2 separate regions of the Gossypium hirsutum genome follow, and region 1 is linked to region 2. The links are chromatin contacts, called in public Hi-C maps. All regions are on one chromosome and are shown on one strand. Each heading gives the region's core, a stretch centred on a gene start, on an enhancer-like site or on the middle of the called end of the contact. The rest is flanking DNA. Distances are from core to core; before and after follow the strand shown. Region 1 holds the start of LOC107938845 (acyl-CoA-binding domain-containing protein 3). Region 2 holds the start of LOC107934374 (BTB/POZ domain-containing protein SR1IP1).

Region 1 (4,274 bases), core at 1,078-3,577, 280 kb after region 2:
TATTGGTTTTGAGATTTTAGAAGCTTTTCAAAAGCTTTATTGTTCACTTTTTTTTTCAATTTTAGTTTTAATTTTTTAAAGTTATGTAATAATGTTTTACCTTTTTTTTAAATATGTAAGATTTGACGCGTTATTTAACGATTTTAATAATATAAGGACCTTATTAGTATAAGGTCGATAGTTTCGGGATACAACTAAAACAAATTAACGTTTGAGGACCAATTTAAAATAAATGTCATAATTTAAGGATGTTTAGTACAATTAATTTTTTTTAAAAGTTACACTAATTCTAATAGGATTAATCATTATAAGTATTGAATAGAACAACTAACCTAACAACTAATTTAATTCTAAGTAACTAAAATAAATCTATAAAAAAAACCCACACATTTACATAGGATTACTCAAGCCTAATATCTTAAAGCATATTAGATATTTAACCTTGCCATTGAACCATTTATACATTTAATTTTGAAATGAATAATTGTAAATAACAATAAGTTTTAACATTAAAAACACTATTGTCAATCGAGATTGTTGCTATTGTAACAACTAGAAGAATGTGGGCTTAAGCGTGCTTAAGCACGTCTTTGAATCAGCTTTGGGAAAAATCTCAAAGCTACACTTAATTTTTGGCTTAATGAGTAATATTATATATGAATTTTGATTTTGTATAATTTTATACATTAAATTTGATTTGATTTAATTTTCATAAACTATTAACACAATTATTAATATGACACCATTTTAAATTTATATATTATATACACAAATAATTATACGTATTTAATATAAAATAAATTGATGTATTTTAAACTTATTGCAATGTTGGAGGGCTTGGAGCAATTCTAGATTAATTAGCTCGATTGGAATGAGCGTTATTACCAATATAAAAGGACATGGATTCAAGTGAGATAAAGCGCATCATCCTCTTATTTATAATTGGGAAGAGACTAACCATTCAATTATCTTTTCATTTTGAATTAGCTCGCAACATTGAATTTATACATAGAATCAATAAAATCAAATCAACATTACCCAGAAAGAAGAAAGAGAAGGAGAAGAATAATAAAAGAAATATTGTGTATGAAGCAAATTTTTTCTTTTTCTTTTTTCCTAATGTGATTAAGAGTTTTTCAAATTTTGGTTTGATTTAAAAAATCCGATTAAATAAACCTTATGTAGTGACTTGATAGTTAAGAATGTTCACTACTCCAGGTGTAGCTTTGATTCGAGTCGCGTTGGTTGCTAGGGCTTTATCTTGTTATTTATAATTCAAAAAAACAATCCGATTAAATAGAATTGAATGTCATAGATAACCAAATTAACTTGAATTCAATTTTATTGCTATAGTTCCGGTCAATTTATCAATTTTTAAACAATTTTTTAAAAAAATGTAATTTTATAGAAATCATTTATTAAATTAGAAGTTGAATATTTATTTTATATTATAAAAAATCAAAATTGAAATAAAAACATATAAAAATTCAATTAAATTCAAATTATTATAATTTTTAACGTATAAAACTCACATCGAATCCAATTTCATTTTTTTAAAACGAAGCGAATCTTAAGAAAATGAAAAAAGAAATAAAAAATCAAAACACTACCTTTCAAATAAATTTTCATTTTTTTAATGTTTTTACTCCGCCCTACTTCAAACTCTCATGATTGTTGTCAATTAAACTTTATAATCGGAGTCTGGTCATTATTCAAATAGTAAAAATATTTTATTTAATTATAATCTTAGAAAATCTACTATTAAATAATTTTAAATATTTTAATATATGTTTGAAAGGCTCTTATCATAACTACTCCTCAACTCTTAAATTAAATAGAAAGATAATGTGATTTAGTGTACTCGAATTTACATTCTCTTGTACAATAATTATGTCGATACCAATCGAATTAAGACTCAATCGGTAATTTTATTTTTAATATGACTCTACAATATCAAAGTAAAAAAAGAAAATAAATATTCAGTTTAATCATAGCTCCAAGTCCTTGTACTTTTTAAAATTTTAAGATTTAATCCCGTGCTTTTATTTTCTTAAATTTAATCTATTACTTATCTGATTTGAAAATTTCATTAACATTATTAATAAATATTTGCTAAATTTTAATACCTAACGTTTAATATTTAAGGTATTGGTTTAAAACATATAGCCAACTGAGATTTAAAAATATTCTAACAGTTATTATTAAATAAGCCCTAAATTCCTAGTAGAAACAGAAAACGTAGAGGAATTAAATTGCAAAAGCTTGAAGAGTAAAGAGAGTAGGGGCAAAATTAGACCTAAATATTCGGTAGTGATAGATAATTGGATACCTTAACCACATATACTATTTCACATACACCGCAATTAGCGGAACAGTCCTTTTCTAATTAGCTTTCCCTCTTTAAACTTCAGACTCTTCCCCTACAAAAGTCCATGGACCGACACTTTTGCCTTATAATATCACTATGTATACTTTGCTCTCCTTCTCAACTTCCCACTTCCACCAATCCCTTCTCTTCTCTTGTTTTTCTTTCTTTGGGTAACCATGGAAATTTTTCTTGAATTCATGTTTACTATTTCTTTTTCTTTTGTTATTTCCTTCCTTCTGGCTAAGCTTCTTTCCTTTTCGTCTATCATTGATCAACATCTAGAGATCGTGTCGAGATTATATGCGGAAGTCAAAACTGAATCAGAAAAACATGAATTTGAAGAAGTTGATGCTTTATGTGAATCCGTGGAAGAAATTGGTACCCAGGAAGAGTCTTCGAATGGTGGTGAAGAATTAATTAGAGAAACAGAGGGAACTGTTGAAGGAATTAGTTCATCTGAAGAGAATTTTGTTAGTGAAACCACTGAGATTGAACTAGCTAAAGAGGATGAAGAAGGGATTGAGGATTTGGTGTGTGATAAAGAGAATGGAGGAGGTTTCTTCTTGGAGGGGTCATCATCATCATCTGATGATGATGATTGGGAGGGTATTGAACGAACCGAATTGGAGAAAGATTTTGGTGCAGCGGTGAGTTTTTTGGTGCAAAAAAGTAATGCTGATCAAGTTTTGAAACTTGGCAATGATTTAAAGATGCAATTGTATGGACTTCACAAGATTGCCACTCAAGGGCCTTGCCACGAGCCTCAGCCGATGCCATTCAAGTTATCTGCTCGTGCAAAGTGGTAAAATTCCCCCCTCTGAATTTGGATTTTTAATTTTTCTACTTCCTTTTGAATTTGGAATAGAAAACCCTATCTAATTTGTGTGTAATAATGTGCTTTCTGTATCTGTTTAAGAACTTGATAGATAGAAATTTCATGAAGAATGATGAATGGAATTGACTTGATGAAGAGTGAAAATGTAAAGAATAAAACCATATGAACAAGTAGGGCAAAAAATATATTGAATTCCCAATTGCTTTGTTGGTTCAACTTAGATCCTTCCCTTTTGTTACCTTTGTTAATCGTGTTCCATATGATTGAAGAAACTGATTTTTCTTCATTACAGGAATGCCTGGAAAAAACTTGGTAACATGAGTCCAGAAGCAGCGATGGAGTTGTATATCACCCTTGTTTCAAGAAGCATCCCTGGGTGGCTGCAACCTGACATTTGTGTAAGTTGGCTTCCCATGTCTTGCGGTGCGGTTTTCCGATCACTTGAAGAAAACACGGATTTCCCCATTCATGTTCCTTGCTTGTTTTGATGTTGCAGGGGGATGGTAAACAGGATTATGTAGATGCCAAAGCCTCTAGCAAGCGACCTTTGGATGTCAAAAAAATGGCAGTAAACCAAGCTATAGATGTGGATTACAGGTAAATAGTACAAGTACTTTCATCTGGGATTTGATTCAATTCGGGACAAGAATCCTGCGGCTCCATGCATGTCTGCAGTGAACTAAGGCCTTAAATTCTCTTTCATTGCTAGACTTATTTTCACTGTTGACTACTCCTACAGGACTTCTAATATGAGTTAATGACTAACATTCAAGATATTGACTGGATGAAACCTGCTGTCTATACTCCATGAATAAGGTATTGCCATTGCATGTTTCTGTTTTATTTTGTATGTTGATAGTTTCAATAACATATAGGGGAATTTCATGAATGGTTCTTAATATCTTTATGTATCTTAGTTTCATATTTCTGAATATGCACCTTTGTTAAAACCAATTCTCTGGTATATGCCGACGTGTTTGACAGTGGTATGCTTTAAACGTGTTGACACAATTACACTTTGCAAGACATGCTAACAAAATGTGTCAAATCTGGAAATTTTGAGGAAACTAA
Region 2 (4,879 bases), core at 1,803-4,302:
CATAAAGATGATATTATTTACAGCAATAGTATACAGAAGAAGCAGATATTGAAAGGTACCCCATAAAATAAAAGAGAGGTGAGCGCTCCAAGTTTTCTCGAGCCTTACAAGTAACACAGACGCTAAACAATTTCCCACGCAAAAAAAAATAATAATGATTTTTAGGCAAAGCAATGTGGTGTCAAGATATGGAGTGTCTCCTATCTTTGCTGGGTCTTGTTCGACCTTTGGCACTGGAAGGGACGAAAGGATAAAGCCGTCCGAGTTTCTTGGAAACTGAATTCATAAATGATTTTTTAGGCAAAGGAGGCTTATCAGATGATGGCGTAATACTTCCCATGGGATTGCTTACTGCAGTTTTTGCTGATGTTGATTTTTCTATTTCTTTCAGTCTCATTTTCATTTTCACTAGCTCTAGTTTCAAGTCCTGGTTCTCTCTTTTCAAGCTGGACAGTTCACCTGAAACTGGATGGACATCAGTAGTGTATAAATTCACCTTGGAAGGAATGACAGCAGGGGAATCTCCACTTCCATTCATAACATCTCGAAGGCGTTGCTGCTCATGGTAAAGGACTTGAACCACGGTCTGCACTGGAAGACGGTCATTCTGAGCCGCATGCGCGCAGGCCTCCCTCGAGAGTTTCTGGCAATCCATTAAACTGCAAACTTTCTTCCTCTCCATGTCAGTAATAGTGGGGTGGGCCTATTGATTGTAATCAAATCAGTGAAGGAATATATGTATGGTGGATCAAAAAGATCATAAAATTAACAATTATATTGAAAAGTTGTGAATCTTGATAGTAGTAATATTATCTTGTATGCAAATGCTTCAAGATCACCATTACTGCTATGTGTACAAAGTCTTGGAATAAAGTTGCAGCAGATTCTTAAGATGGAGATTTATGTACCTTGAGGTAGATATCTATGGCTCTATACATCCCATCCTCTGTTACCCTGGATTGTTCCGGAATGAGTTCAGCAAGACCGATGAATTTCGAGATAGGTAGATTACGGTCAGATGCTATTTCAGCTAGGTAGCTCTCCATTAGCTTTCCCACCCTTTCCATGTCACTTGGTGGGGGAGAAATGTACTCATCATCTTCTTTGTATCCAAAATGGTGGCCTTCAGTTTCATATTCAACGTAGTTCGTCAGGATCCGCTGCATGGTGTCCACATCAAATAATGTATCGCCGGTAACAGAATATGCAGGAATCAAGAGATCATCCAAAACAGCCTGTCCTAATTGCAAGGCCATCCTTCTCTCCAAATCAAGTCGACAAGCAACAGTTGTTTCAAGGTATATCGCTGCACGAAGCAACACTGATAGAAAGCTTACGGACATCGCATTTTTCTCCCTAGGCAGAAGACTCACTATGGTTTCCAACACAACCCTTTTCTCGTGTTCTTGTCGCGGCTCAATTTTCTTCCTCCCCTTTCCAAATACTTCCTGCATGAAAAAAAGAGTCTGCACTTTAGACATCAAACATATATCTAGTAAAGAAGTCCATCATGTTGGTATGGGTGTCTCACCAAACCTCTAAGAGCCTTTTGTGCATAAAGCATAAGCACTGGACCAAGATCATATTGTTTAAACCCTCTTGCTACCATTGCAATAAGAACCCGTTGGAAGATGTCGATTCGAAGAACAGCTAAATCTTCAGCCCACCAATCGACAATTGATCTCGAGTTAGTGGTTGTCAAAGAAATGGTACTATCATTGCCACTATCAGACCTGCTAGACATATAAAACTGGCTCTCTTTGCAAGCTAAATACGCGATTGCGTCAATGCACCGGCTCACTAATTTAACTTCCTCTGCAATAGGGAGGAGGCTTTCAGACATATGTAACACAGAAACTGCTCCTGCTAGACTCTTAAGTGCCACTTCATTCAAGTAGGCTTCAGTTCTTCCCACAAGATTTCCGACTGCATAGTCCTCAGTCATCTCGAGATACTCGGCCGCACATCTTAGCATGGCAATGTTTTCGCTGCTTATCTCGAAATTTATCCCATAACAGAATTTAGCTGCTAGTTCAAATGAATCTGCTCCACCTGGAACATTGGGGATTTCTATGATTGAATGATCAGCATCATTGGATTCCGATACAACTTTTCTTACGTATCCAGACTTAGATATTAATGGAAACTGCAATTCAAGTAGGAAATAAGTTCAAAAAGTGCACGGTTCTGCCATATATACAACAAAATATAGATGCCAACTTGTCTATAAATGGTACTAAATAAATACAAACATCAACTGTGTCCAATTAAGCGACCATGGTTACAACACTACGGCTGCTTGTCATTCTGATAAATGGAAATACATGAATTAAAGTGTTTGATTTCTACCTTATGCAGTGAGAAAGAAACTCCTCCAACTTGGACAGTGACATCACTGGGAATCTCCTGAGAGAAAATCCTGGAAAAAACAACAAAGAGATCAGGTTATCAACTTCAGCAGCCACTTCATCAAAAATGATCCCTGTTACTGAAAGAAAAGGGGATAATACTGATACCACTCGCTGGTTCTCTTCATGGCTGTGGAAAGAAGCTCCTTTTTAGATGACATGTTAAAACTAGTAGGTGCAATCTCCTCCTTAACAAAATCCACCATGGAACACACTCAACTGATTTTACCATGATCTTATCTCTATCTCCATCAAGCCATAGATAATGAGAACCTTGGCAGTTGGCACAGAGAAATTCGGACACGATGCTTATAACTTTACAAGGTTGTAAGGAAGCAACAAAAACATGTCATTTCCTTCAATGTTTTGTCTCTTCTTCTTTTGCCTTGAATGTTTAAATGAGAAGCAGAAGCAGGAGCTATCATCTCTCTAAATCTCTAATGAAACTGCATTATCTAACTTCAGCCTTACAAAAAAAGCCATCAGAAATGGGGAATTCCCAAAACTAGGCCTCACAAGGAAACTAGAGGGCAGGGTGTACGGTGGACAAGGTTTAAAATGAGTGGCAATTTTGGTAATAGTGGAATGAAATGAGGTGAGTGTATAAGAAGATAGATGAAGATTAACAGCGTGTGGTGTGGGTTATAGAGATGAGATGGCTCCAACTTCCTTGGCGGCTAAAGGTCGAAAGCTTGTAAGTGGGAAATATTCCCATCCACAAATGTTCCCATCTATCTCTGATAAAATTTTATGTTTTAGTTTTTACAGGATATTTAAAAGATTTAATGTTCTAACTATTTTTAAATATGTTACTCTTATATTGTTTTACAGTGTAATAATGGAGAAAACATTTTTGACTACTTTTGTAGTCATCATATTAACATTCCAAGTCTAGCCCTTGTGTAATTGGTGATGTGAGCGACAACTTGTTCGCCACTGTAACTAGTCTCCAATCAGCAACAGTAGGAAAATGGAAGGAAATTGTTTGAAAAAGTTTTCCACATTAACAGGCCTAAACTAAAATTGCATCTCTCTTATCCATCCATGGGTGATGTTGAGATGACACATGTCGATGGGTTTCTATTCTGAAAAATGATAGAAGAGATCAGTTTGTCCCTACATTTTGAAGGCAGCAGATAACTGGGTGTCTATTTGCTAAAGTTGGGTAGAAATTCTCAGAAACTAATGAAAAGCATGATCATCTGTTTTACGCAATTTAAATTAAGGGTCCCCTTCATAACGTTGATAGTTGATTTGGTCGCCAATCCATGGTAAGATTTGATATGAAGTAGTGGGATTATAATTCATATCCATTTCACAGCTATTCCCGGCCCCATCCTTTGGATTTTCTGGTTATACCAACATTAAAAGGATTTTCGTATTTAGTTGCAGGCAATTGTCCCATTTTCTCAACTATTATGTTATTCTATCAAATTTTGACTCTTGGTGCAATCAAGTTAAAAGGACTAATGCTAATGGGCACCATAGCTACTGGAAACTTTTACACATTAAAAACGGGGTAATTTAACCATGAAATGCAAAAGCTTAAGTTATTAAATGCCTTCTTTTAATAATTCCCGGCTATTTCATCAAATATGCAGCTCAATTCTTGAAATTTATTTATTTTCTCCTTATACTTTAACACACTAAGCTACTCTTCACCTTGTTCACATCAACATTATTTTCTTCCTAAGAAAACGTACGTTTTTTTTATTTTTTTATTTAAGGGTTATGTAAATATTATGAATAGTTCTAGACATTTTAATATTTTTGACTCAATTCATAATACTATTTAAATTTGTCATTAATCGGACAACGTGACAATTATAAAAAAAAGACTTAAATCATAAAATGGTACCTAAATTGTACTTTTTTTTCTCAAGTTGCTATTTATTTATTTATTTATTTATTTGGTAACATAGTATAGTTTAATACCACTTGTAACCAAAATTAATTTAAGTACCAACTTGAGAAAATAGGTATAGTTTAGATAACATTTTGTGATTTAAGCCTAAAATAAAGTAATTTTAAGCTCTAGCATTTAAGATTTTTATTAATTTGATTATTACTCTTCAAAACTGCATATAAAAATTTAAAAAAAAATAATTTTTTTCATATTTTCAATAAAGATCCTAAAAAGTTGAAATTGTAAAAATTTTCCAAAAAATTTTTAACCTTTAGATATCAATGTGAAATCTTGCATCATAATCCATATATACTTTATTGTTGACATGGCACTATTTTATTTTGTACAATGTATTAGAAAATATTTTAAAAATTAAAAAATTCAAAAAAACAAATACATAAAAATTTTAAAAAATAATTTTTTTTTCTTATTTTCAAAAAAAATCATTAAAAATATGAAAAATGCTATAAAGCCATTTGAAATTCAAAAATGAAAACATAAAATTAGTTTTAAAATTAAAATTTTTAAAAAAAAAACTTGAAAAGTAGAAGAGTGGTGGCATGTG

Evidence for each region. Hi-C and Micro-C count contacts between places; a contact is called where the count stands out from the background.
Region 1: a contact with region 2 is called in a Hi-C map of leaf, with 2.6 times the contacts expected there. The contact joins the promoter of LOC107938845 here to the promoter of LOC107934374 in region 2. A contact is called at or near these places in 7 of 34 Hi-C or Micro-C datasets (callus, leaf and seedling).

The regions. Positions count from the first base shown.
Region 1 is chrA12:29,470,484-29,474,757 of Gossypium_hirsutum_v2.1, forward strand. It overlaps LOC107938845 (acyl-CoA-binding domain-containing protein 3), which reads left to right and starts at 2,328. Exons shown (of 5, transcript XM_041083928.1): 1 at 2,328-3,170; 2 at 3,496-3,601; 3 at 3,700-3,800; 4 at 3,943-4,019. The coding sequence starts at 2,545. The coding sequence ends at 3,961.
Region 2 is chrA12:29,186,727-29,191,605 of Gossypium_hirsutum_v2.1, forward strand. LOC107934374 (BTB/POZ domain-containing protein SR1IP1) reads right to left here and starts at 3,053. Exons shown (of 5, transcript XM_016866800.2): 1 at 2,517-3,053; 2 at 2,350-2,419; 3 at 1,532-2,146; 4 at 909-1,448; 5 at 1-703. The coding sequence starts at 2,614. The coding sequence ends at 182.